Regions from separate parts of the Zea mays genome. Here regions 1 and 2 are each linked to region 3. Evidence: chromatin contacts called from public Hi-C data. All regions are on one chromosome and are shown on one strand. Each heading gives the region's core, a stretch centred on a gene start, on an enhancer-like site or on the middle of the called end of the contact. The rest is flanking DNA. Distances are from core to core; before and after follow the strand shown.

Region 1 (3,521 bases), core at 925-3,424, 140 kb before region 3:
TATGTGAGCTTCCAGTTATGCTTGTTGACATAAAAAACATGTGCAATAATTGTGTTGTCTACAAGCTTCTTTAAGTTGGTGCTAATTCTTCCCAGCAATTGCAAGTGTTAAAAGAGTGTATTGTACGGAGGAATAAAATTGGTAATGAATGTTTAAATGATTGCTTGGTCATATTTATTGAGTGGGAAACTGGGAATTATTGGGTCAAGTGAGTGATGATGATACCATTAAGGCCTTGTTCGGTTGCTGAGGATTAGAGAGGATTGAGTGGGATTAAATCCCGTTTTATTCAATTTCGACTAGCAAGAGATTTAATCCTCTCCAATCCTCTTCAATCCACTTATAACCGAACAAGGCCTAATCGATTTCCAAAAGGGTGTCATAAGTTACTTTGTACTCCCTTCGTCCACATGAGTTTGGTTAAGCCTTTTGTGACCAGCTTTTCTGAGAATCTGGCTATGGGGAGAATTTGGCTGTGAGGAGAATCTGAGTATCATGGTTGTTACGTGTGGAGGAAGATGAATATGCGCATATAAGGTCCAGGATATAGAAAGTGACAGACTCCTACTATTGCCACGACTCGATCGATTTTGTGTTCATGTTGACTTTGGATGGTTTTTACCAAATCTATTTTTATAGAAGAGGGTTGAAAAGCTGATTGGTTGGCAGTACGGAACAACTTTTGGTGACCGGAAGCTAAAAAAAGCTGAAACAAACATGGTCTTTGCCTTTCTAGGTTTATACTAAGTTAAACTATTTAAAATTTGACCAACAATATATATAAGATTAAATTATTTTAAACTAAAAGAGTTATAGTTCAATTTACGATGAATCTAGTAATCGGTCAGAGTTAATAATGATTGATTTAGAACAAACTAAAAAGATGAGCTTACGTGGACAGAGGGAGTACTACTTTTGATGTTTGTAATATTTCTTAGTTATTAGAGACAATACTCAAAAGTTGTGCTTTGCTTGTTACTATTGCACATTTGATCAAAAAAAATTATGCAGGTGGAATACCCAGTTGTGAAATCCTGGATCGGCCCGCTGTGAACTCTGGTTACCGTGCGATCTGGCTATCGAGAGTCGGCCGGCGTACCTAGACGTATGTAGGTGTCGGCAAAGAAAAAACCGCTTTCTTTGTGTGTTTTCCCCCCTGATCGAGAGTCGGCGTCAGGCGACACGGACCAAGCACCGTACTTCTAGACGGTACGTATGTAGGTGATGGCAAAAAAAAAAAAGGCGCATTTTTGTGTGTTTTTTCCCTGAACAAGTAATCCATCTGTCGGCAGCGAATGAGTGAAAATAAAAGAACATCCTCGGATAGCTTAACCACGGGCCTTCGATCTCATATACTAGCATATACTAGCAAATACGCCAAGAGCATGTCCGCGCTGGAAATCGGTGGAGTAGGCTAAAGTTGGCACTTTGGCAACAGAGGTTCAGGTTCGAATTCAACTTCTTACCAAAACGGGCGACCACCAAATGCACCTCTCTTCTCGATGACTTGGTCGATCTGGAGATCGGAGTAGTGCCGGAGGTGAAGACGCGAATGAAGATAGTAGAAGGAAATTAAAACCGGCCGGCCGTCGATGGTGTACGTCGTCGACCTTCTTCTTCTATTCTAGTCATGCAGGATAGCCGGGTAGGTGACGAGGCGCCTGGCGCAGGCGGTGCAGGCGAACCTCCGCTTGGTCCTGCGGCAGAGCGGCAGGCAGCAGAGCGCCCACTCGGCCTCCACGTCCGTGGCCGCCACCACGCCGCCGCAGTAGGGGCAGCTCCCGGGCGCCTTCTGCACGCCCAGCACCTTCTCCGCCTTGCCGCACAGCAGCATAACCGCCGGGCCGGACGACGACGACGCCGACCCTACTGCGGCCGCGGCCATCCCCGCCATCGTACCTATCGCGATATCGATCCCGGCCTCTCTCTTTCTATGTGACTGTGAGGGACGTACAATACGAGTATAGGACACACCAGCTAGCTAGCTAGCTGAGGCTCTCCTCTCGCAGGTGCTTGACCGCAGGCAGGACGACGTGTGTGTTCGCTCGGTGCTTCTTTGGGCTAGCTAGCTAGCTAGCTGCTAAGGACAAACATCACGTCACGGGTGCTGTGCCGGGGGTACCGTACGTGCAGTGCAGCAAGCGCGCGCTGGCCGGCGAGCGAGCTGTGCGCCGGTGGGGCTCGCGTGTTAACGCCGGTGGGGTTATCGCAATTAATTCTCTCCTGCCTCTGTGGTTGGTGCAGTTGCCGACTTGCCGTGGCTGTCTTTACGGCGGCGTGCGCGTGAGCTCTCGCTGGGATTTACCGTCGTATGTGGGCACCGCACTGCGTGCCCAGTGCGGCTCTCGTCAGCCGACTCTGTCGTCGTCGTCGTTGCGGGCGTGGAGAGCCGATCGGACGACTGGACGAGGGGGCGAAACACGCGCGCGCGTGGTGGCGTCGTCGTCGAGTGCGGGTTGACGTGAGGGCCGCCGGCCGCGCGGGGCGGCAAAGCAAACTGCGTTTGCATGGCTCGGCGCGCGGTGGACGGGGACAGCTGGACAAGAGGACGCGGCGGAGATGCGCGCGCCGGCCGGGCCGCTTTTGCTTGGGCTTATTTGGACCGGTCACATGTACTGCTTGGCGCTGTGAGGGCCTGTGGGGGTGCGCGGCGTAGTGGCTAGCCTGGGCACTGGGCAGGGTAGTATCCCACGTCCTTCATTTCAATTGGTGCGCGTCGTTGCATGACCTGGGTCTCCACTCTCCAACCTCATCATCATCATGCCTGTGTGGCTGTGTCCCACACACCGTGCCCGTACATGTATACTGTCCCCAGTCCCCAGGATGTCTATCTTTTACATTGGAAACTTAGGACTGTTAGCTTCGAATTAAAAACAATTGTGCACTGATGTAGATGTAATCTATAGAAACAAAAATATTGTAGATGCAGTAGAAACCGGTACAGATTAAATCCAAATGAACAGTTGTCTCTATATCTATCCTTTATAGATTTTTATAAAAGTTTCTTTCTCTCTATCTAATTTTTCTCTCTAGTAACATTATCTATATATTGTCCTCTCTACATCAAAAGCACATAATATTTTAGTTTTGTTTAATTTGTTATCTAAAATATAAAAATAATTAGAGGAGAGAAGAGAAAGTCCATACATATACCATGTGATTGGTAGCCCGGCCGGCTATGTGCAGGCTCAGCGGGTGCATTGACTATGGTCGTGCACGTGATTGGTCCCCTGCTTAGGATGAGACGAGTCTGCTCACGCGCATGCAGCACAGTTAATTTTTTAGCTCCCGCTTGCACGCGTGGGTATACGGGGAGGAGGCTTCTCTGCTAGTCTAGGTCGGCACGAGCCTAGCACTCGTGGGCACTGAAACCAATCACGCGGATAGAGGATGAGTGGAGTGTCTATTTAGAGAGAGTTTTAGAGGATATTTTTAGAGACTATATAGGAGAAAATATTCTCTATATTTAGGATAGAGGAACAAATAGAGTCTAGGTCTTAATCTTATACACATGTTTCTTA
Region 2 (3,784 bases), core at 450-2,949, 160 kb after region 3:
AGTAATAGTGGTGATCTATAGTAATTTGTTAATAATGTATTACACAAAATAGCGTTAGAGTACTAATTTATTTAATCTTTTGAATTTTTGAATACCAAATCTTAAATGTCTGGACCCGCTTCTGAATATGATACGTGTTCCAAACATCAACAATGCCCACGTCAACCGGTTTCCATGTTTAATCACCCAATGACTCAACCAACAGAAATACATATTTTGTGTGTTACTAAAATAAATTCATATGACGTAGAGAAACGGTAGCGATCCACGGGCATGCGATGCGACTAGTAATTGTTAATGCAACGGTCAGTCAGCGGCGCAGGCTCGCAGCGCAAGTAGACGCGGTCAAGCGCGCGCGCACCACACAGAAAACACTGCCGAGGTTGTTTCTTTCGCTCTCCCGAAGGCTCTCGCCATCGCTCGATCGGTTTTGGAAGGATCCTGGGCATTTCGGTGCCCAGAGACCAGAGACTCCCGACTACACAATTGAAATCTACTGGAACACGCAGCTACTTCCAGTCTACCAGACAGTAGTAAACGCGGCAGGTCTTGTTCCAACTTGTGGCCGCCGGGACGTAGTCACTGAAACTGCGTGCATCGTCGTCACCCTCGTCGGCAACCAAACGAAACGTACGAGCAGCCGGCCGACGGGCCAGAACAAGGGGGAAACGAATAGTAGTACGAAACAAAACCCGGCAAGAACTTGCCAGCTATGCCCACGAGGGAGGCGCCGCATCCGTCCGTCCCCGCGCACATGCCGCGGTCCACGCCGCCCGCACTGTTGCCGCCGAGGACCAGCCAGCCAGCCGCGAGCCGGCGCCGCGACCACGGCATCGGCATCCCCTGCCTGGAGTCCCCCTCTCCGTCTCCGTCACCCGGGCGGGCCCCCCGCCAGCCGCCAGCGCGGGCCGACGCGCCCAATTAGAGATGGCAACGGGTACAAACCCGCTGGGTTTTGCCGTCCCAAACCCGTACCCGTGAAAAATATCTATGCCCATTAAAAAACCCGTACCCATGACGGGTTTGAGATTTTGCCCAAACCCGTACCCATCGGGTTAACAGGTACCCATGGGTTACCCGCGGGTTTCATCTCCAATATACTTATCTTCTCATAATCAATAAGTATCGTAATGATTAATGATATCATGATCCAAAATCTATGTAATGAACAACGAGTTCATGATTTGGTATAAAAATTATTAGTAGAGAGAATGAAATACAAATAATAAGTTGTATAATTAAGTGACCTTGCACTAAGTTATCCATCCACCACATATATAACGCTAGTAAAAAAATATAATAGCAAGCAAGCAACACTCTCACCGACTACTGATACATTCACCAATTGGTAAAAATTATGAAGTAAATAAGGAATAATAAGTTTGTTGTTCGTTTATAAAATAAAATGACAATATGCACTAGGTTTGGTCGGGTTTAAAAAACCCACGGGTTCACGGGTTTGGATACTGTAGGAACAAACCCGTACCCATAAACCCGCTGGGTACAGATTTATGCCCATTAACAAACCCATGGGTATGAAAATTGGACTAAACCCGTACCCTAATGGGGTAAAAACCCATCGGGTTTTGGGTTTCGGGTACCCATTGCCATCTCTACGCCCAATCATCTCATCCATCCCCACCCCCACGCAGTAAACAAAACAAAACACACCCCGTGCCGTGTCTCGGGCAACGTCCCAACTCCCAAGGCGAGCGAGAGCCAGCCCACCATTTTTACGCCCGCTCTGTTTGCGTTGCGTCTTGCGTGCTCCCCTCCTTCCCTGCCTACTGCTCTACGCACACGCAGCCACTACTTGCCTTGCCAGTTGCGTCGCTGCTCATCCCAGACTCCCAGCCCCAGTCCCGTACCCCAACCATCTCCTCTGTCTCCGCCTCGTCGCTTCCGCCCACTCTTCCTCGCCGCTGCCTCACGGCCCCATTGCTCCGAGCGCGGCGCCGGTCGCGATCCGACCGGGGGTGCGCGGCGCCGAATGGTGTGATCGACCCCGTCGGGAATTGGGATCGAGGTCATGCAGCGGGCTCCGGAGCGCCGCCGCGGCGCCGGGCCGCTCCTGCTGCTGGCGCTGCTCGTCGCATTGGCGGCCGCGCCCAGACTCGTGCGCGCGGTCACCGACGCTACCGACGGTACGCTCGTGCTTCCCCTCCCCGTCTCGTCTGCGCTGCTCTGCTCGCAGCGAGCTGGTTCCGTGGACCGCTTCGCCACCGCTCGATCGCGCGCTGGTTTGGTTTGGAGTTTTGTTTTGCCGGCGCAGGTGGGTTGCTCCGGTCTTGTCGGTGGTACTGTACTGTACTGCGAAGCGAAGCACCCAAGCAGGGCGCGGAGATCGGATTGATTCTGTGCGGCGCTGACGTGCTCTGGCGCAGCTGCCAGCTGGGGGAGCTGCGGCTCGCGTTGCTCTCGCGCTCTTGCTTTCTCGCCTGCCCGGTGCCCGCCCACCTGTAGTTAAGGATATGTGCGGTGCGGCGCGGTGAAATTATGTCGGTGCCGGCGCTGCTGTGTGGTGTGTGGGTGACAAGTCACAAGTGGGGAATGATAAGGGCCTCTGCTTTTTATGGATTATTACAAGCTCAGTTTCGGCTCCGTGAGAGTGAACCCGACATCCGAGCTCGCCCGCCCGGCGGCTAAGTAGTTGTCATGAAACCTGCAACCTCGCGTCTGCCTGCTACTGCAGCTGCTGCAGGGCGGCTGTAATTTGGATCGCCTTGGTGTTTTCAGCTGGTTTGTGCCACGCGGGGCCGTCGCTTTCGGCTGGGATAACGAAAGCAACCTTTGAGGCGTTATCGAAACGAGCTGTCTGTCTTGTGCTCCTGTCTTATCTCTTATGACAACAATGGCAGACGCGGATGGGCTGCTCGCGTGCTGGATCCGTGGATATTGATAACATGCAGATGCAGGGGAAAATGATGGTTTGCTAATTACGTTAGGCGTACTGGTAGCAGGATGGTTTGCTAATTACACTAGCAGTACAACACAAACAGCACGGGAGCTTTAACCGCACTACTTGTGTTAATTGTCACATTATGGTACTGCAGATTGTGCACGTAGTGAGGGCCCTACCCATGCTGGGATCCTAGGACGGTAGTCTAATTGACAATAATGTTGATTAGTGTGTAGTTGGTTCATTAGTCAATTGTTAAGTATTGACGTGGGATCATGTTCCTAAATTATTGAATTTAGATTCTTTGCAAGCGCAAAATCTTCTTTTATACTCTGTTTTAGGTCAGGTGTTGTGCAAGTGCAATGCAGGCAGTGTCGTTTTTTTCCCTAAGGGTTACTCAATGCTGATTGTTTCTTCACGCTTCTTTTATCATCTGTAGTCTCTGCCATAAACGGACTGTACATGTCACTGGGATCACCACTTCTACCTGGATGGACTGGAAATGGTGGAGACCCGTGCGGTGAGAGCTGGCAGGGTGTTGTGTGTACCGGCTCTTCCATAACTGGAATGTATGTCAGGTTCTTCATCGCATTTCCTGTTATCTATTGTATTTGTTTTACGTTTCACCATTATCAACTCACTGTTTTTAGAACCATGAATGCTGCAAACTTGGGAGGACAGTTGGGAAGTTTAGGAAACTTCACTGCCATCACCAGCTTGTAAGGATGTTCAAACTAAATCTGTTACTCATTATTCGAGGTTTTTCATTATATCCTTGTGCCATGATCAACACTGTGTTGCAGTCTGAATTAGAATATTTTCTACTGGTTGGGTTTGTGTTTATGACCTTTTTCGTAGACCGATTGAGTGTCTGACCAATAACTT
Region 3 (3,934 bases), core at 1,058-3,557:
AGAGATGAGGGCTATATATGTGGGGCTCTCCATAGATCTGACATTTGAAAATTTATGCGCAAAGTGTAGTTGAACCACATAGAAAACCTTATTGAACCAGTATTTTCCAAAGGTGATCTCGGTTCAACTCCTAGTTGAACCGGCACCTCAACCACCCTAACCCTGGTTGAACCACCCCTAGAGGCTAGTTTAGCCAATTTTTACCAGAGCGCAACCTAGCAAAATCCTAGTTGAACCGACCCTGAGGGCCGGTTCAATCGGTATTTTCTAGAGATATCTCTCGACCAATCTCGGGAACCGCCCCTAGGGGATGGTTGAAACAATATTTTCTAGAGAGCATCTCAAACCAGCGAACTCTAGAAGGTTGAACTTTGCACATCACGGTCCAAAGACCAAGTTTCAAAAATAGATTTTGAAGTAGAGATTTTTAAGCAAATTGCAAACATTGTTACCTCTTTGCGAATTCCTCTAAGAAACATGGCGATTCCTATGACTCAAATGAAATTAAAAATAAAGTCTTGATCGCTTGGAACCACGTAGGGTAAATGAATCTCTATTGAAAGAACTGCATGATTCTATTGAATTACATGCTCCAAGTTTTATTCAATATGATCTCGTGTACTTCATTGGATCTTACGATAACTGAGTACATACTTGAAGCATACTTATTAGAAGCTTTATTTGTTTTGTCATTCTATCAGCAAAATCATCAAGAGGTTGATTGCACTTACACCATAATTGGAGCACCAATTGCACGAGGAGAAGCCTCATGGTTATCCTTGGTGTTACCTGTCTGAGAGGTTAGCCCTTGTGGCTTCAACAAGGATTAGGGGGAGGTTGACCATATGTTGGGGTCACACTGTCTTACACAATGTTGACTTGATTTGATTACATCCAATTGCATATCATGCAACCTCCCTATTACAACTAGTACATGAAAATCCACCCAATATTTTCCATCTATGAAAGTTTAGTTTCATTACAAACGTACAGATCTCAATACATCGTACAATTATGGTCCCTTCTTGCGAATTGGGGAAAATTTTGGGATATTAATATCTATCTATCATAAAATCATTAGAGTCCCTCATAGGGAGACCTACTCATGATTTGGTGTGTATATTGTATCTTCAATGAAGATCTGTTCGTTAGCATTAACGGGAGAACTCAAAACCACAAAAATTGCTAGGGAATCAATTGGGATGCTACAGACATCTCCATCCCTGATCCACATACTCTAGAAACGGAACTTCAAGTTCAGAAACTCATTAATTTGCAACACACTACAAACAACATGTCATATGCATTTACTAATTATAAGGCTGTTACAAAATCCTACAATTTCACGAGAAATGTGTCGAAAAGAGCAGAGGTATCAAATAAAACTACTCAAGTCACAAGTAAGAGGGAGAGAAATACAATTATTTCCACGGATGCAGCTTCTATCTAGCAAAGAAAATAGAAGAACAAAATCTTCTAACCCAGTAAATGCAACTCAACCCTATGGAGGTTCAACTTTCACATCCCATATCAACAGTGCACTCAATTACTGACATTGGGACATCGAAATACCCAGATGCAATCATTTTGGGATATGATGATGCATAAAAAATGGCACATAAAATTCCATCAATTAGTTCAAGTCTAGAGAATCATATGACGAAAGAATACAATTGTTGACATTTATTCTTTGCAATGATTGTAGAGGTCCTTCAAAATTATCTAGAGAACAATAAAAACTCATTTTACTGTTTCTGTATCTCTTTTACTTTCCTAGATAATTGCAACAAAATTAAAGCCACGACATGCTAAAGCAGGAAAACTGTACATAGATGATTAGAGATTTTTTTTCTTATATTCACTATGCGCTAGACAGGGCTATAAAAATATAGGATAAAATTTTAGGAGTTTCTAATATCATAGGTTCAGATTCCCTCTTTCATTCAGAAAAAAAGAAAAATTCAGGCTACGGTCAGGGTCAGCGCTAGATCGCTCTTCGTCATTTCAATTTTGCAGGCCTTGCGACTTGCGAGGCCCCCCACGACGGACAAGTGAACGCAGATTCGTTCCCCAACGGCTACGACGCAAAGTACCAAACCCAAACGGCAGGCGCGTCGGTGCACGGGCGCCCACGTGGGCCTGCGCCATCCGCGCCGCACCGGGTCTGGGGCCCGCCCGGACTCAACGGTCGGATCTCTCGTCCCTATCATGCACCGCTCCGCTTTCAGACAGCAGTTGGTTCTCATCAAAGCTCGCAACTACTTCCTCCCCTCCCCTTCCTTCCCTTCCGGCCGCCTCTTGTCCTCCTCACCTCCCAAATTGAAATCCTCCTCCCTCCCCGCCTAGGGTTCCGCTTCCTCCCCCGTCCGAGCACCACTCAAGCGGCGGCAGCAGCGGTGGCAGCCTGGAAGCAGTCCCATCTCGTCGCCCTAGACTTCCCTGCCGCCGCACGTCTCAGTTTCTTGTTCGCCCGCTCTCCTGCCGGTCCGCCCATCGCCTGAGGTAAGCGCCCCGCCTGCAGTCGTCCTCACTACTTCTTTTTCCATCAATCTTTGCCATCGTAGTGTGTGGGCCTCGTCCCCTGCCAGGGCCCTCCGGGGTGAGGTCCGGTAGAGGCCACGCGCGACCGCGAGCGAGCGGCCTCCTGGGACCAGGGCGGAGTTGGCGACCGGTCGATTTCTCAAGCTCAGCGTAGAGCGAATGTCCAGCCGGTTTCAGATCCAACCGCACGGTGTTTCGCTACTGTAAATGAGCGTTGATTGTTTGGTCGATCGATTGGTCTCGCATTTCCTCAAACCTAATTTCCGGGCAGAAACATTTCTGAATTCCTAGATAGTCCCATGTTCCAGCACACTGCGGAACCTAGATGGCCAGGCAAGGGTTTGTGTGGCTCAGGCTGGTGCATGTGCCCACTCCTCGCTTCTGGATGTAAAGAATGAGGGGACACTTGCGCTTTTTAGTGCGCATAGTAGTGTCTCATCTTGTTATGGTCATGGTATTATTCACCACGTTGGCTTGTGGAAGTGGCTCATTACTAGATTAACATAATTGTGGTAGCATGTGATTAGGAGTGTATTGTATCTAGGGCCAAACTTTCCATTGCACGTTCTTGACAAAATGCTTCGTTGGGGGGCAATTTATTGAAGATGTGGATATGAGGCAGTAATGGCTGCTTGCAGCTGTAACTGAATGCGCCTTTTCATTTCTCAGCCGCATTGAATTACTATTGTGGAACATAAGAGCAACTTCAATGGAGATACCCCAAAACCATGATTTTTAGTTTCTCTAAAAAAATGGTCTACCAAACAAAGACCCTCCCACAGAAAATCCACAATTTATTCCATTCTCCATCTTTTAGAAGTGCCATGGTACTATTTTGTAGGGATGGTTCCTGTGTCATTCTTGCCTTCAGCCACCGTGGACACCAGTTACCCATCGCATAGAATACATTATTTCATAACTATTGTTCTCATACTTGAAAACAGTTTCTATGTACTTTGTTCACAGTTCATTATTTAGTTTGGCAGTAATGTTTTGAGAAGTACATTATTTGAAGAGTGTGACTGCTCTGCGCATGTACAATCACTAGGTTCCTTCATTTAGTGTTGGCATGATTTTAAGCTCTCTTTCAGGCAACAAAAATTTCCACAAGTAATTCTACTTCTATTACAGTTCATTCATATAGACAATCCCTGGAAGAACTCAATTCAGGACTTTAGGTAGCAACACTTTGGTGATATTCACAAATAAAACTGAAAAGATGAACCCTGGCTGAATCTCTGAACTGAAGTTCTGAAACATGTTGCAGCAGAGTTGTTGCTGCTCTGAAAACTGACATTTCAAAAGTGCTACAGGAAGCAATGGTGTAGTTTGCACACAAATTTCATTAAATCCAAACTAATAGGATCAGTACAGCAAACATCATTATCTGTCT

The links. Hi-C and Micro-C count contacts between places; a contact is called where the count stands out from the background.
Region 1: a contact with region 3 is called in a Hi-C map of endosperm, with 2.9 times the contacts expected there. The contact joins the promoter of LOC100277450 here to the promoter of LOC100194137 in region 3. A contact is called at or near these places in 3 of 25 Hi-C or Micro-C datasets (ear, endosperm and tassel).
Region 2: a contact with region 3 is called in a Hi-C map of bundle sheath, with 4 times the contacts expected there. The contact joins the promoter of LOC100381650 here to the promoter of LOC100194137 in region 3. A contact is called at or near these places in 7 of 25 Hi-C or Micro-C datasets (bundle sheath, ear, leaf and 2 more).

Annotation. Positions count from the first base shown.
Region 1 is chr9:111,059,879-111,063,399 of Zm-B73-REFERENCE-NAM-5.0, reverse strand. LOC100277450 reads right to left here and starts at 2,174. Exons shown (of 1, transcript XM_008661654.4): 1 at 1,297-2,174. The coding sequence starts at 1,894. The coding sequence ends at 1,625.
Region 2 is chr9:110,763,614-110,767,397 of Zm-B73-REFERENCE-NAM-5.0, reverse strand. LOC100381650 (putative STRUBBELIG family receptor protein kinase) reads left to right here and starts at 1,699. Exons shown (of 17, transcript NM_001354721.1): 1 at 1,699-2,144; 2 at 3,339-3,468; 3 at 3,550-3,618. The coding sequence starts at 2,030.
Region 3 is chr9:110,921,269-110,925,202 of Zm-B73-REFERENCE-NAM-5.0, reverse strand. It overlaps LOC100194137, which reads left to right and starts at 2,307. Exons shown (of 7, transcript NM_001139189.1): 1 at 2,307-2,502.